Regions from separate parts of the Mus musculus genome. Here region 2 is linked to region 1. A link is a contact called in public Hi-C data. All regions are on one chromosome and are shown on one strand. Each heading gives the region's core, a stretch centred on a gene start, on an enhancer-like site or on the middle of the called end of the contact. The rest is flanking DNA. Distances are from core to core; before and after follow the strand shown.

What was found. Hi-C and Micro-C count contacts between places; a contact is called where the count stands out from the background.
Region 2: a contact with region 1 is called in a Hi-C map of nephron progenitors, with 4 times the contacts expected there. The contact joins the promoter of Pfdn4 here to the enhancer-like site in region 1. A contact is called at or near these places in 9 of 484 Hi-C or Micro-C datasets (the G1E-ER4 cell line, the MC38 cell line, cortical neurons and 2 more), 1 of 115 datasets of contacts at active chromatin or transcription factors (pancreatic cancer cells) and 2 of 9 other capture datasets (adipose tissue and liver).

What each region holds. Positions count from the first base shown.
Region 1 is chr2:170,263,481-170,270,097 of GRCm38.p6, forward strand. No RefSeq gene overlaps it. Among named protein-coding and RNA genes, the nearest start is that of Gm34542, 52 kb to the right of the region's middle. Within about 2 kb of position 3,246, at least 62 of the 459 cell types and tissues checked have an H3K27ac peak or open chromatin away from gene starts, as enhancers often do. A contact at or near this core is called in adipose tissue, embryonic stem cells, liver and 1 more, where this site is marked.
Region 2 is chr2:170,507,704-170,514,320 of GRCm38.p6, forward strand. Pfdn4 (prefoldin 4) reads left to right here and starts at 3,527. Exons shown (of 4, transcript NM_001110152.2): 1 at 3,527-3,766. The coding sequence starts at 3,743. It overlaps Gm16796 (predicted gene, 16796), which reads right to left and starts at 4,224. Exons shown (of 3, transcript NR_040367.1): 1 at 3,136-4,224.

The DNA of each region.
Region 1 (6,617 bases), core at 1,996-4,495:
TACATAAAAAATTTAAAAAGTATTCATGACACAGGGCTGTGGAGCCTGCTTAGACTTCTCGTATGCAAATGGACCTGAGATGTGAACCTCTGCACCCATGTGAAAAAGCCAGGTGTGGACCTAAACCCTGGCACTGGAGGAGGAGGACAGAGACAGGATCACTGGGTCTTGCAGTCACAAGCCTAGTGGACAAACATGCTCCAGGTTCAGGAGAGGCCCTGCAGAAGGGACTCCGGCCCCTGAGGACAGATCAAGGAAAAAACACTTGACATCTTTCTCTGACCTCCATCTGCACAGAGGCACTCCCCCTCCCCCCACGCACACCAGACCTCCCCTGAAGAACACATAGGAGAAACATGTGTGACCAGCAGCTGGGCCGCTGAGCCCATCAGTAAAATGGGATTCATGATACTGTTGGTTATCAACGCAGCCAGGCTGGCTGCCAGTGAGCTCCAAGGATCCTGAGTGCTGGGATTACAAAAGAGCAGTGGCCTGGCTTTTTATGTAGGTCATAGTAGCGACCAGTAGCTGATGGCTACAGCCTCTATTCCTTTGGAAAACACTGAGGCACCTATATAATCCTTCCTTCCTTCCTTCCTTCCTTCCTTCCTTCCTTCCTTCCTTCCTTCCTCTCTTCCTTTCTATCTTTCTTTCTTCCTTTCCTTCTCTCTCTCTCTCTCTCTTTCTTTCTTTCTCTCTTTCTTTCTTCTTCCTTCCTTTCTTTCTCTCTTCCTATTTCTCTTTCTTTCTTTCTTTCTTTCTTTCTTTCTTTCTTTCTTTCTTTCTTCTCTCTCCCTCCCTCCCTCCCTCCCTCCCTTCCTTCCTTCCTTCCTTCCTTCCTTCCTTCCTTCCTTCCTTCCTTCCTTCCTCCCTTCTGCTGCTTAAAAATATATTTATTTAACTTTAGTTTGTTTTTTGATAGGCATGTCTGTTTTGTCTTCATGTATGTCTATGTGCCAGATATGTTCTTTATGTCCCAGAGACCAGAAGAGGATGTGGGAGCCCCTGGGACAGGAATTGCAGATGGTTGTGAGTTGCTATGTGGGCACTGGGAATGGAACCTCTTGTCTACCAGAAGAGCAGCTGGTGCTCTTGACTGCTGAACTAGCTACGTCATGTCTAGCCTTAGTGTTTTTCATTTTTATCAATGAGCTACACTACAACTCATTACATTCATTTATTCATGTGTGTGTATGTGTGTGTGTGTGTGTACGTACATGTGTGTGTGTGTGTGTGTGTGTGTGTGGTATGTAGGATGTGTGTGTGCACGATGTGGTGTGTGTGTGCATGCTGTGGGGTATGTGTGTGTGTGTATGTGTGTGTGTGTATGCTTGCTATGGTATGAGTGTGGAACTCTGAGAGCAACTTGGTGGGTTGTCTTCTTCTGCTGCTGGGAACTGAACTTAGTTCCCCAGCTCAGCAGTGAGTGCTTTTGCTTGCCAAGCCGTCTCACCGGCCTTAGCATTCTCATAAGAGCAATATTCACTGATTAGTTTCTGCACTAGTCAAGACCCTTGCTTGAAAAACTGCAGAAGGCCAGTTCAGATCAGCTTATATAAAACCCATAAGACAAATCTTCCTCCAGAGATGGGATTTACAGGCACACTTGTCTCAAAAGCCTAGGACTTGGGGCCTGATTCACCCTTGTGGGAACATCACATCATGGCTCATAAGTAACTGTACTTACATGTCAATCAAAAATGAAATAAAAACACCAACAAAGAGTCCTGTGTTTCCCTGACCCTGGGCCTTTTAATTTCTCTTGCTTCTCCCTTACCTTTGCCAGTCTGGGCAACCATTGATCTCAGAGAAACTGACATCTTTCCTAAGCATCTCTAGTAGAGTCCTGGGGAAGAGACTCTTGCTGGCCAAGCTGGGGGACATGCAGGAGTCATCTTGGTTCAAAGGTCAAAGGAGGGCCAGCCCCACAGGATCACCTAACTTTCTCCTAAGGCATTCACAGGATCACCCTAGGCATGGCTGTTCTGGGAGGCAGAACACTTTGGTGAGGTTGAGTGTGGCCCCGTGAAGGAGAGAAGGTAGAACAACCCCCCTCTCTCCTCATAACAGATTAAAAGGTCTCTGGATGTTTCCAAATGCCCCTTGCGGGAGGAAGTGACCCCTCCAGCGCCACAGATGGAGTAAGAATGTAGAAGCGCTCTACACTTGAGTTGTAGCTCAGTGCTAGGTTACTAACCTAGTGTGTGCGAGATCTGTCAGCATCACACAGGAAAAAACTCACTGGTCAGCTTTCTGTTACTATTACAAATACTGGAGACAATGGCTTTATAAAGCAGAAAGGTTTGCTTGGGCTCATTTAGTTTCAGAGATTCCAGTCTGTGGTTGGCTGGCTCTGTTGCCAGCCTTGGACACGCCCCCAGCAACTTGAAGACCTCTTAACCATGACCACCTCTTTAAAAGTCCCATCAGGGCTGGTGAGATGGTTCAGTGGGTAAGAGCACCCGACTGCTCTTCCGAAGGTCCGGAGTTCATATCTAGCTCTCAAATTTAGGAAGTAGTTTCCCATGGGAATGGAGACTGGTAAGCCAATGGCTCCTACACTGTTAATGTCCCGAGGGGTGTACACAGCCTTACTGCTAACCTCAGCCGTGACTGAAAGTCATTGAGGCCGTTTACAGTTCCTTCAAAATAATTCTAGAAGGGAATTCATAAAAATGGGTAACATCTGGAGAGATGGCTCAGCGGTTAAGAGCACTGACTGCTCTTCCAGAGGTCCTGAGTTCAATTTCCAGCAACCACATGGTGGCTCACAACCATCTGTAATGAGATCTGATGCCCTCTTCTGGTGTGTCTGAAGAGATCGGCAGTGTACTTACATACATTAAATAAATAAATAAATAAATAAATAAATAAATAAATAAATAAATATTTTAAAAAATGGGGCTAGAAAGATGGCTCAGTGGTTAAGAGCACTGGCTGCTCCTGGAGAGGACTCAACTTCTGATCCCAATACCCTACCCACACTGCCCCTCCTGACTACCCATGTAATTTTAGTTCCAGAGGATCTGACGCCCTCTTCTGGCCTCCCAAGGCACTGCACCACATGATGTACAGCCATTTAGGCAGACACTCATACACATAAAATAAAAATAAATAAATCTTGAGAGAGAAAAAAACCAACCCAGACATATTTATTTGTAAGCCTGTGAGTTGTCTATGGATACAGTCCCAGATCCGGAGGAACTGAGAAGCCCACTTCCCGAGGCGTATTGTAAACAGAAAGGAACGCCAAGACCGGTTTGGCCACACCTTGCGCTAGGTGCGTGATCTGTCTTCGGTTATTTGATCTCTTCCGTCCTGGTTGTCGCCAATCTTAAAGACGATTAATGATGCCAGACCAATTAATGATGTATGTGAGACTCCAAAATGCCAGGGAGTTGGGGTGTTATTTAAGCTCGTTCTTCAATTATTTGACTAAGAGGCACACTTGAGTGATTTCTTTTAGAATCAAAGCCTTACTTCTCTCCCCCTCCCCCTCCTCCTCGTCCTCCCCGCTTCCTTTTCATTTGTTGGCTAACACAGAGAGAGCAATGTTATGGTAAAAGGGATCCTTTTTCATTTTTTTAGATCGTTCTGAGAGGTAAGTTTTGCTCACCTGGTTTATTGCCAATCTCTTGCGTTCCCGGTGTTGAAAAAACAGAGGGGTAAGGTAGGGCTTATTTACAGTTCAGTGGTTCCTAGAACCAACACAACTGTTCCCTCGTGGAGACAGAAATTATGTCCCAATGAAACGCACCGAATATAGTCTCAATTCTGTGACTCCGTTCCCTCTTGCTAACACTCCAACCAGTTAAATCGGGGAGATTTAAGCTCCTGGTCTTTGTCTGAACACATCGGAAAAGCCAGAAAACGTTGGAACAAATTGTGGAGCCCAGTTGTAAGCGAAGGGCGGAAAAGCAGTCCAGAAACAAATGACCTAATCCGGTGTCAGAGGCAGCGGCTTAATGACTCCTGTCTGAAGAGAGACTTCCAGGACGGGTTCCTTCCTAAGTGAGCAGGAGAAAATTGGCCTTTTTGATGTAAGGCAGTTGAGGGAAAATTTCTGCTTTTGCCTCTAGGAGTAAATGTGCTTTGATTCTGATTAGATTTGTAATTTATTAAGCTTCTCCTTGCTGTTTGCACTTAGAGATACCAAGTTTGTTCTTTCTACTTGTAGAGACAGGCTTTTTTTGGGGGGGGGGCAGGGAGGTGACATTAGTTATTGTCATTGCCCCTTAGGAGGTTTTTAGTTTTAGTTGTTTTACTTCTGAACCTTGTTGCAGGGGCTGGGAGTCAGCTGTTAGAATGCTCACCTAGCAGGCGGAGGCCCTGAGCTCAGTCAACAGAACCTTGTAGGAGTAGTGGGCTCCACTGTCCTGCCAGCGTTTGGGAGGCAGAAGCAGGAGGATCAGAAGTTCAAGTCCACCCCCAGCTTTCTAGTAAGTCCAAGGCCAGCCAGGGCTACAGGAGACCCTGTCTCAAAACAAAACAACAACACACAAAAAAAAAAATTGCGACAGGGAACACATACACTGTAGAAGTTGTAAAAACGTCTCCCAGGATGCTATCTTCTCACCAGAAGCTTTTGTGTGCATTCTGGAAAATTCCAGTGTTTATGAAGTTGGAGGCTCCACGCTGATATTTATCAGGATTTAAATTTGAATCATGCATAGCACAGGAAAAAAAAGAATGGGGGCAGGGTCTTGATTTTTATTATGTGTTTGGAGAGGCGCTTCAGTGTTTACAGTCTGGGAACAGGATCCCAGCGGAATCCTTTCTGTTGTCAGGGAGGGGCCAACATTCCCGTGTCCACCCACTCACCCAGAGGCAGCCTGGTTTTGGAGTGGAAATAACACTCTTATACCTAATAGGACCCGGGAGATCTGCCCCGACTGCCTGCCGGTTTCTACAGTTGGAAATTACAAAAGCCAGCAGCCGATATCAACCTTCTGCCTGCTGACTTGCCAGAGAATCTCCCATCTCTTTCTCTTGGGCTACAAGGACTTCCTTCCTTCTGGACAAAATACTGGCATAGCCTAGGAGGTTGCAAGTTGGTTGCTGAGTCCATTGGGGTTTTGTTTACTGGTTTTGTTCTGAGTAGAGAACAGATCTTACATTTGGAGACTTTTGGAGACACGTGTGTCAAGAGGGGAGATAGATTAGAGTGTGTGCACTGGGGTGGAGCCGGTGGGTAGAATCACAGCGCTTCTCCCAGTGTGTTTTCAGATCACATATATTGACCACACATAGTGAGCAGGATTGGTTATTGCAAGCTTTGACCTTTATAAGCACGGGCCTGGGAATAATAACTCAAATGGTTCTTCAAGGTTCCCCGAGAACTCTGACCACACCCCATTTTTAAAGCTTAACATACAAGTGACTGGAACAGATTTCTCCCGATTCCCATAGATAATGTCTCCCAAAATACTTCATCTAAGTGAGTCACCGCTCACAGACTGACCAGGAAGCCAATGGCTACTCTTTTATTTTTGAGTCACTAGGGAAAAGCTGGAAACAAGGAAATTCAGCAGGGGCTGGGGAGACGGCTCAGTTGGCAAACTGCTTGATGCACAGATATAAAGCCCTGAGTTTGATTCCTGAGAATGCATGTACAATGCCAGGCATGGTGACCTACGTCTATAATCCCAGAGCTGAGGTACCAGAGGCAAGGAGGATCCCAAGGGCTTGCTGTACCAGCTATCCAGCCTGCTTAGGAGCTTTGGGCTGGGCAGTGGTGGCACACGCCTTTAATCCCAGCACTTGGGAGGCAGAGGCAGGTGGATCTCCGAGAGATGGAGGCCAGCCTGGGCTATGCAGTGATTTCCAGGACAGTCGGGACTACACGGAAAGACTTTGTCTAAAAACAAAAAGAACCAACCAACTAACCAACCAACCAATAAACAATCAGTCCTTTTCCCCAAACCATAACAAGGTGTGTGACTCAGTCATTAAAAGCCTTTAGCTGCTCTTGTAGGGGACCCGAGTTTGGTTCCCAGCACAAATGTGAGGAAACCACATGTTACTCCACCTCCCGGAGGTCTGGCTGTCATGAGTGCCTACATATGTGTGGACACAACCACTCATAAGCACAGACTGGTAATTAAGAAAATAATAAAAAGAAAAAAATTTAAAAGTGATTTGAGACAGGGTTCCTCTGTGTATGTAGCTGTGGCTGTCCTAGAACTCACTTTGCAGACCAGGCTGGCCTTGAACTCATGTACAGATCCACCTGCTTCTTAACTGCTGGGTCTAAAAGGAGTTCACCACCGCACTCAGCTATACATCTTAAAACAAAACAAACAAAAATCCAAGGTGGATAGTTTTTGATGTCCTCTGACTTCTGAACACTTATGTACACACACATGTGCGTGGGCACACATATGTGTATGAACCCACAGGACCATTGTTCATACTCATACACACAATATCTAAGCAAAAAACAACAAGAAAGCAAATGTTCTTTGACCTTCTTTTGTGCGGAGTAGAAAAGGAAAACAGACTGGGGACTGGAGCTAAGTGCTTCGGCTCCCATAAAACCACAAATCTGGGAATTAAGAAAACAGAGGAATATTTTCTCAGTGGTAGGAACAGTCTTGATTCTTAGCAGTCGGTTTGCC
Region 2 (6,617 bases), core at 2,277-4,776, 240 kb after region 1:
TAATGCTTAGCCCAGTAAACGGTCTATTCCATAAAAATCTAAAAATCCATATATTCAGGATATCTTTGAAAACAAGATCTACCTCTTCTAGGAAAAATTACAACTTGAAACTCGCAAGAGATGACTATATATTTGGCCCAGAGTGTGGCTTACTAGACTGCATGTCCTTTGGGCCGGTTCCTAAGGCTTTGCACAGAAGAAAAGCTAAAATTTGGAGTCATGGCGCCACCTGGTGACAAAATGCAGTTATTCAGGAGACGGGCCCACAGAGCTACAGTTTATGCGAGGCGTTTGATATTAGGCACAGGAAGAAGAAATGCGAACACGAATATGGGCTCTGGAACACTGTTACTGAACAAATGCACCAGCAGCTATCTCGTATCTCACAATACTCTCTAGTCCTTAAATATGCCGCCATTTAATTGTCCATACATCAGTTTACCCATTAATGAGCAGGCAAGATCGGCTTCCCTTGGTGCCCCTGGCTTAGCAGAAGAGAAATAGCTCCCAAGGAAACGGGCAGAGAGCTATAGAGTCGCTTGCAGGGGTGAAAGTGTTTAAGAGAAGTGGATCAGTAAGTTGGTGCCGCTGTAACAAGGAACCCCGCGACCCGGTTATTGGTAATTCCTAAGCAACAGAGATGAACTTCGCACAGTTGTGGAGGTGAACAAGTCCAATGTCAAGCAAGGTGCTGGAAGGTTCTATGCCTGGAGAGGGGTCTGGCCTTTTCATCCAAGAGGCCTGTGTCCTTCCCATTCTGGGAGCTGTCAGATGAAAGAACTAGTGCCTGACTGCAGTGGTCAGTGGGGATTTTGGTGGCATGCTGACTGGACTAAGAGTATCTTTGATTCCTCCACGTTCCTCCAAGTGGCCCCTCACACTCCTGAACGTAACCCCATCCCCCACCCTCCCGGGTGGGATAAACTCATTGTTTCACTAAATTGAACTCGTGTGGCATCCTTACTTGGTTCCATCATCGCTTTCCTTTCTAGGGTGAGCAGATGTTTGTCCATGTCTCTCCAGGGAAAAGTGCTACCCGAAGATCAGAGAGGGAGGCGCGCCTTGGTTTGGAATTTTAGTTTGACCGGTCCTACGTGCAGTGGGGAGGTACGAGGATTTCAAACCCTGTCAGGACAAAATAGCTTACAAACATCTTTGAGTCAGATACAAACAGGATAAGATGAAAAGACGTCCAAAACATTGGGAAATGGGCTTGGATGCCTGAGAATTCAGTCATAGTCCTTGGGTGCCCCCTGCAGGCAGATGATCAAATTACTTCCTGCTAGCGAGATCTGTGGCTCCTGCCACTCAGACTTTTCCTCTTCAACCCCAGGGAACGCAGGACCTTGGGGGAGGGGCACTTGCGCGAGCGCACACGCACGCGCACACACACTGTCACAAAACGACAAATATGCTCATCATCCCTGTGTGACGCAGTCTAAAAGCTAGGACAAGCCTGGACAACATTCACTTCCAATGGAATTTGTTTTCTCTTTCTTTTTCGTGCCTCTCTGGTGGCGTTCTCCTGACGAAAGCTGCATGTGTTTCCCTTGCTGGGACAGTCAGCCACATTTACACTAACCACCCTCTCTGACACACTATCCTTATTTAACGGGTTGTTTGTGGTCTGTCTCCTGTCAGTAGACAGCAAGGTGCTGGGGGACGGGGTACTTTATCTGTTTGACATGCAGCATCCCCAGTGTCTGGTGTCTTTTCGGTCCAGTCAACATGCCACTAACTACAGATTCTCCATGACCACTGCAGCCAGACACTAGCTCTCCCTTCTGAGTCTGGTCTAAGGGTTACAGAGTTCAGGACTGGGGTTTGCGGTATATACAAATGAGTTCCTCAAAAGTGGTGCCACCGTAGTAATTCCAGGTCCAGAGATTTGACTCTGTATGTGCAACTGCTAAGTAGCAGAGTGCAAACGGCAAACCTTCCTCAGGAGGGTGTTAGGACTTCACTCTGTGGAGTCCAAGTTCATTATATCCAGAGGGCTTGATGGTATGCAAGCAATGAGCAGGATTGCATTGTAACGATAGGAGATAGATTGTAACCAAATGGGCACATGCATTATACATTAGAACAGCGGTTCTCAACCTGTGGGCCGTGATCCTTTTGGAAAGTCGAATGGCCCTCCCACCCAGGTCAAGTATCAGACATCCTGCATGTCTGGCATTTACGTTACAATGTATAACAATAGCAAAATTACTGTTGTAAAGTAGCAATGAAATAATTTAATGGTTGGGAGTCACCACAACGTGAGGAACTGTATTAAAGGGTCACATTAGGAAGGTTGAGACCCACTGCGTCATAAGCAGACAGGCGAGATCTGCCCCTCTTCCCCTCCTTGGCATGCCCTTGTGCTTGAAGCCATAGGAGGGACTGGCAGAGATGCAAGAGCGCCCAGCCGTGCTTTTACTGTCCTGCGGCTCACACCTGGTCCTCCCTGTCCCTTGGTAAATGAGACAATGGCCCATACCCCAATACTCTAAGCTCTTCTGCCCTCAGACCTCCGACTTTCTGAGAGCAAAGTCTTGGCTACCGAAGTTAACAATGGCCCTGGTTACTAAGGAAGCTCGGTGCCCACTGGGCCCTGTGTGGGCAGTCTTCCCAGGCTAACATATTTGAGCGAGTGGAAGACATATTTCTGAACCAATTTAATTTTAAACACATAAAAGAATTCATTTCAGTTGCACATGATGGAGCACGCCTCTGATCCTAGCGCTTGGAGAGCAGAGGCAGGAAGATCTCTGTGAGTTTCAGGCCAGCTTGGTCTACACAGCTAGTTCCAGGACAGCTAGGATTACATTGCAAGACCCTGTCTCTAAATATAAATAGCCAAGCAACCGTCCAGTAAGCTATTATCTAAGCATTTAAGTTTGTTATAGCGCTCTAGGTCAGTGGTTCTCAACCTATAGATCGGGAGCCCTTTACAGAAGCCGCCTAATACTATCAGAAAATAGATATTTATTGACATTATGACCCAGCACCGTAGCAAATTTACATAATGAAGTAGCAACAAAACTACTTTTTATGGTTGGGGGGGGCACTACAACATTTAACTGTATTAAAGGGTCTCAGCACTAGGAAGATTGAGAACCACTGCTCTGGATCTTTTTGGGTGTCACCTACCTTTGGCTTCATCTATTCCTGGCTGATCCCCTAGTGTCCCCTGCAGTGATCAGTGGCATACAAGCTAAGATCAACTTCAAGAGTGGCCTTCAGCTTGTAGCTTCGCCAGCACTGGGTTTTTATGTGGTAGGGGCTGTAGATCGAACTCAGGTCCCCATGCTTGAGTGCAAATACTTGACCAAATGATTTACCAAATACTTTGCCGAAGCCACGCCCTTACCCTCCTTAGCTTCTCTCTAGGTTGTTGAATAAATGGAAAAAGAATTTCTTAAGCTTCCCATTCCACACAGCTGGGTGGTACCCAGCGCTCCCCCTGCTGGCCGTGGCTGGGATCTCGGGCCCGACTATTGGCCGCTTTTGGTATTTATGCCGGCCGAGAGGGAAGCTGCCTGTCCCTTTAATTGGAAGATACCAAGTGTTTCCAGGGCATAGTTTTTTTTCCTGAGTCCTTGCCCTGGGAATTTATAGTTCAGAGACACAGATAGCAGCAGTGTTGAGATAGTGCTGTGCGTTAGGGGGGAGTCTGGCTCAGCAGGGCTCGAGAGGGACCTCGGGGGGTGACGCACGCCCGAGTGGTTTTCCCCCGCGCCCCGTGGTTCAGTCCAAGATGGCGGCCACCATGAAGAAGGCGGTGAGTGCGGCGGGGCCGGGGTCCGAGGAGCCGTGGGCCGGGGCGTGTGAGGAGACGCGGGGCGCTGGGGGCCGGGGTCTGAGGAGGTGAGGGATGCGCGGGGCCGGGGCCCGCGCTGGGTACAGGGGTGCTTCTGTCCGCTCCGCTCGCCGTCAGGGCAACCGCCTCACCTGCTCAGGGTCGTGCATCTCCTCGGGCACCGGGTCGGGCTCCGCATCCCGGGCCGTCTGCTACCGCATCCCGGGGCGTCGTCTGCTACCGCACCTCTGTGCTCCGCCCCGGACCGCTCCGGTCGGTCCACGCTCCGTGCACCGAGTGTCTAATTGACGTTGAGAGCAGTCGGCCCGAGCGAGCGCGGTGGCTCTCCGGGCTTTTCCCAGCCATTAGGAAGGACACGGGTCCCCACGCTCTGCCCCGCACACTTCACAGCCAGCCAGCCAGCCAGCCATTCCTTTGGTGACTCATCTGGTGAGATGCTGGGTCTGGTGATTTTTGTTTGGTCAAATTAGAGCTCTTTATCATTTTTAAAACGACGTCCGATCCTTGTTCATGGGGCTCGGTGTGATGTCTTATCACACTTTTGAAAGACACGGACTTGTGTGTGTGTGTGTGTGTGTGTACACACCAGACTGGTCCACGGCTTCCTATGCAGTCAGAGATGATTTTGAATTTCTGACTCTCCTGCCTCCACTTTCCAGGTGCTGGAATCACCGGTGTGTGCCACTACCCCTGGCTTTTGGTGTGCTGGTGTGGTGGACCCAGGGCTTCATGCATGACAGGCAGTAGACATGGCTATGCAACCCTTTCAACCAATATTTTGAAACTTGAGCTAAATTTGAGCCACCAACTTAAGTTAAACTTCCATGTGGGTTTTTATAACCTAAACGTGTTTCCAGGAGTGCAGGTGTATCTAATACAGGGAAAGAATTGCAGAGGAGGGGAAAAAAAAAAAAGAACAAACAAGCAAACAGCTGATAGCTATTGGGGCTTCACAGTGTGTTCGGACAGTTCTTAGCATTTGCTAATTATTTTGATCTGCTGTGTCAACCTTTTGGGAGATTCTGTATTTATTCACTTTTAGCTGAAGAGGAAACTGAAGCGCAGAAGAAAAGCTGTGATTTAAAGAGCATTTGCACTCCAGGCTCCTGTCTGTCTGTCTCTCTGCCTCTGCCTCTCTCAGGCTCCTTGTCTGTCTGTCTCTCTGTTTCTCTGTGTGTGTGTTAGTGTGTGTGTCTCCCCCCCACCCCACCCCGGGCTCCTTGTCTGTCTGTCCGTTTGCCTGTCTGTCTCTGATGAGAGGCGCTTGGCTGAAGACAGTTGCTTTCACTCTACTTTGTAAGGCCCCTGTAGAATGCCTTTGTGTTCTCGCTGTTGGCACCGTGTAGTCAGTGCTTCTGACCACTGAAGGTTGATGCTCAGCATCCCAGTTCATTAAGAGGGAATGGCTGCTGAGCCTGGGGAGGCTTCAGAGTTCGAAAGAGCCCCTCGCCCTGGTCTGTCACCCACAAATTATTACACGGTAGCAGAGTACAGTCCGGGGCCACGGTGATTTGGCCAGGTAGGAACAGGTTCATTTTGCCTCTCTTGTTAGACTGTGCTCTCAGCTGTGGGTTACACTGGTCAGTTCCACGATAAACATTGTCCTTGCTTTTGCTTTTCTGAGACAAGGTCTCACTGTGTAGCATTTGCTGGTCTGGAACTCTTAAGAGATCTGACTGTCAGCTGAAATTGTGGAGAGCTTTTTGGCTGGGGACCCAGATCTCAGTACCTGAACTTGGAATAGAGTATGGTTTATTTCCTCTTAACAATCCCATAAGGTGTTACTGAGGCCAGGGTGTAGTCAGGGTCCAGGGCAGCTTACTTTCTTCTTGAATTTGGAGCAAGTCATGTCTTGTATAACTAGCAGAATTCCCTTAACTCTACAGTGATCCTTTTTGCCATTCTGCCTTCATTTCTCACATAGCCCAGGCTGGCCTCAAACTCACTATGCAGCTGAGGATGACCTTGAATTGTTAATCCTCCTGCCTCCGCCTCCCAGGGGCCAAGTGGCTTCTGGTGGCTGCTGTTTGTCAGGGCTATGTCGGGAAATGCCTGCTTTGGAAAAAGCAAAAACAGCCAACTTCCAGCACTCTTTGATGTCAAAATATCTGAGTCTGATCTATCGTAATTTAGATTCTAATTCAGAAATCTTTCACCAGTGTTGCTTGTCAGGCAGGCCCTACTAGGGCCTCTCACCTGAGTTGCTTTTAAAGTCCTCGTGGTGACAGACACACCTGAAAATGCATCCTAGGGCTTGGGGGCTCTGTAAACTCCCGAGTTAAGAAGGGAGTCCTCGAGGTTTTCTGGGAGATTGATAATTCTCGTAGGCAAAGCACCAGGATACAGGTCTCACCGTCTTCGTGTCTGTTGAGTGTCTGCTGCTCGCCTCTGTGCTGTCTGTGCTCTGCGCTGTGCACACATGGTGGGGCGGACTCTGACCATACGCATTAGGGCTGATGTCAGGCTTGGGGCATGCGCAGTTGCTTGTTGGGATGAGAGCCTAGATTCCAACACCTGTCTATCTGGGCCACTGAGCCTTGCCTCGAGACTATAGGTTACCCTACAACCTCTGGAGAAGTTTGCGTATGCACACTTTATGCCATAGCTTCCAGGGGACCAGGAATGGGTGGAGTGTGGATCTGTGAACTCCTGCCTTTGGCAGAATAGCCAGCCGTTCTTACTGACCTTCATTTATTAATTCCAATATGGTGTATTATCTATAATGTTGTTATAAATCTGTAGCTTCAGTGAGAGCCTTTTCTTTGTTAAAGGTTTTATTTTTGTTTGTGTATATGTGTGTGTTCCTGTGTGT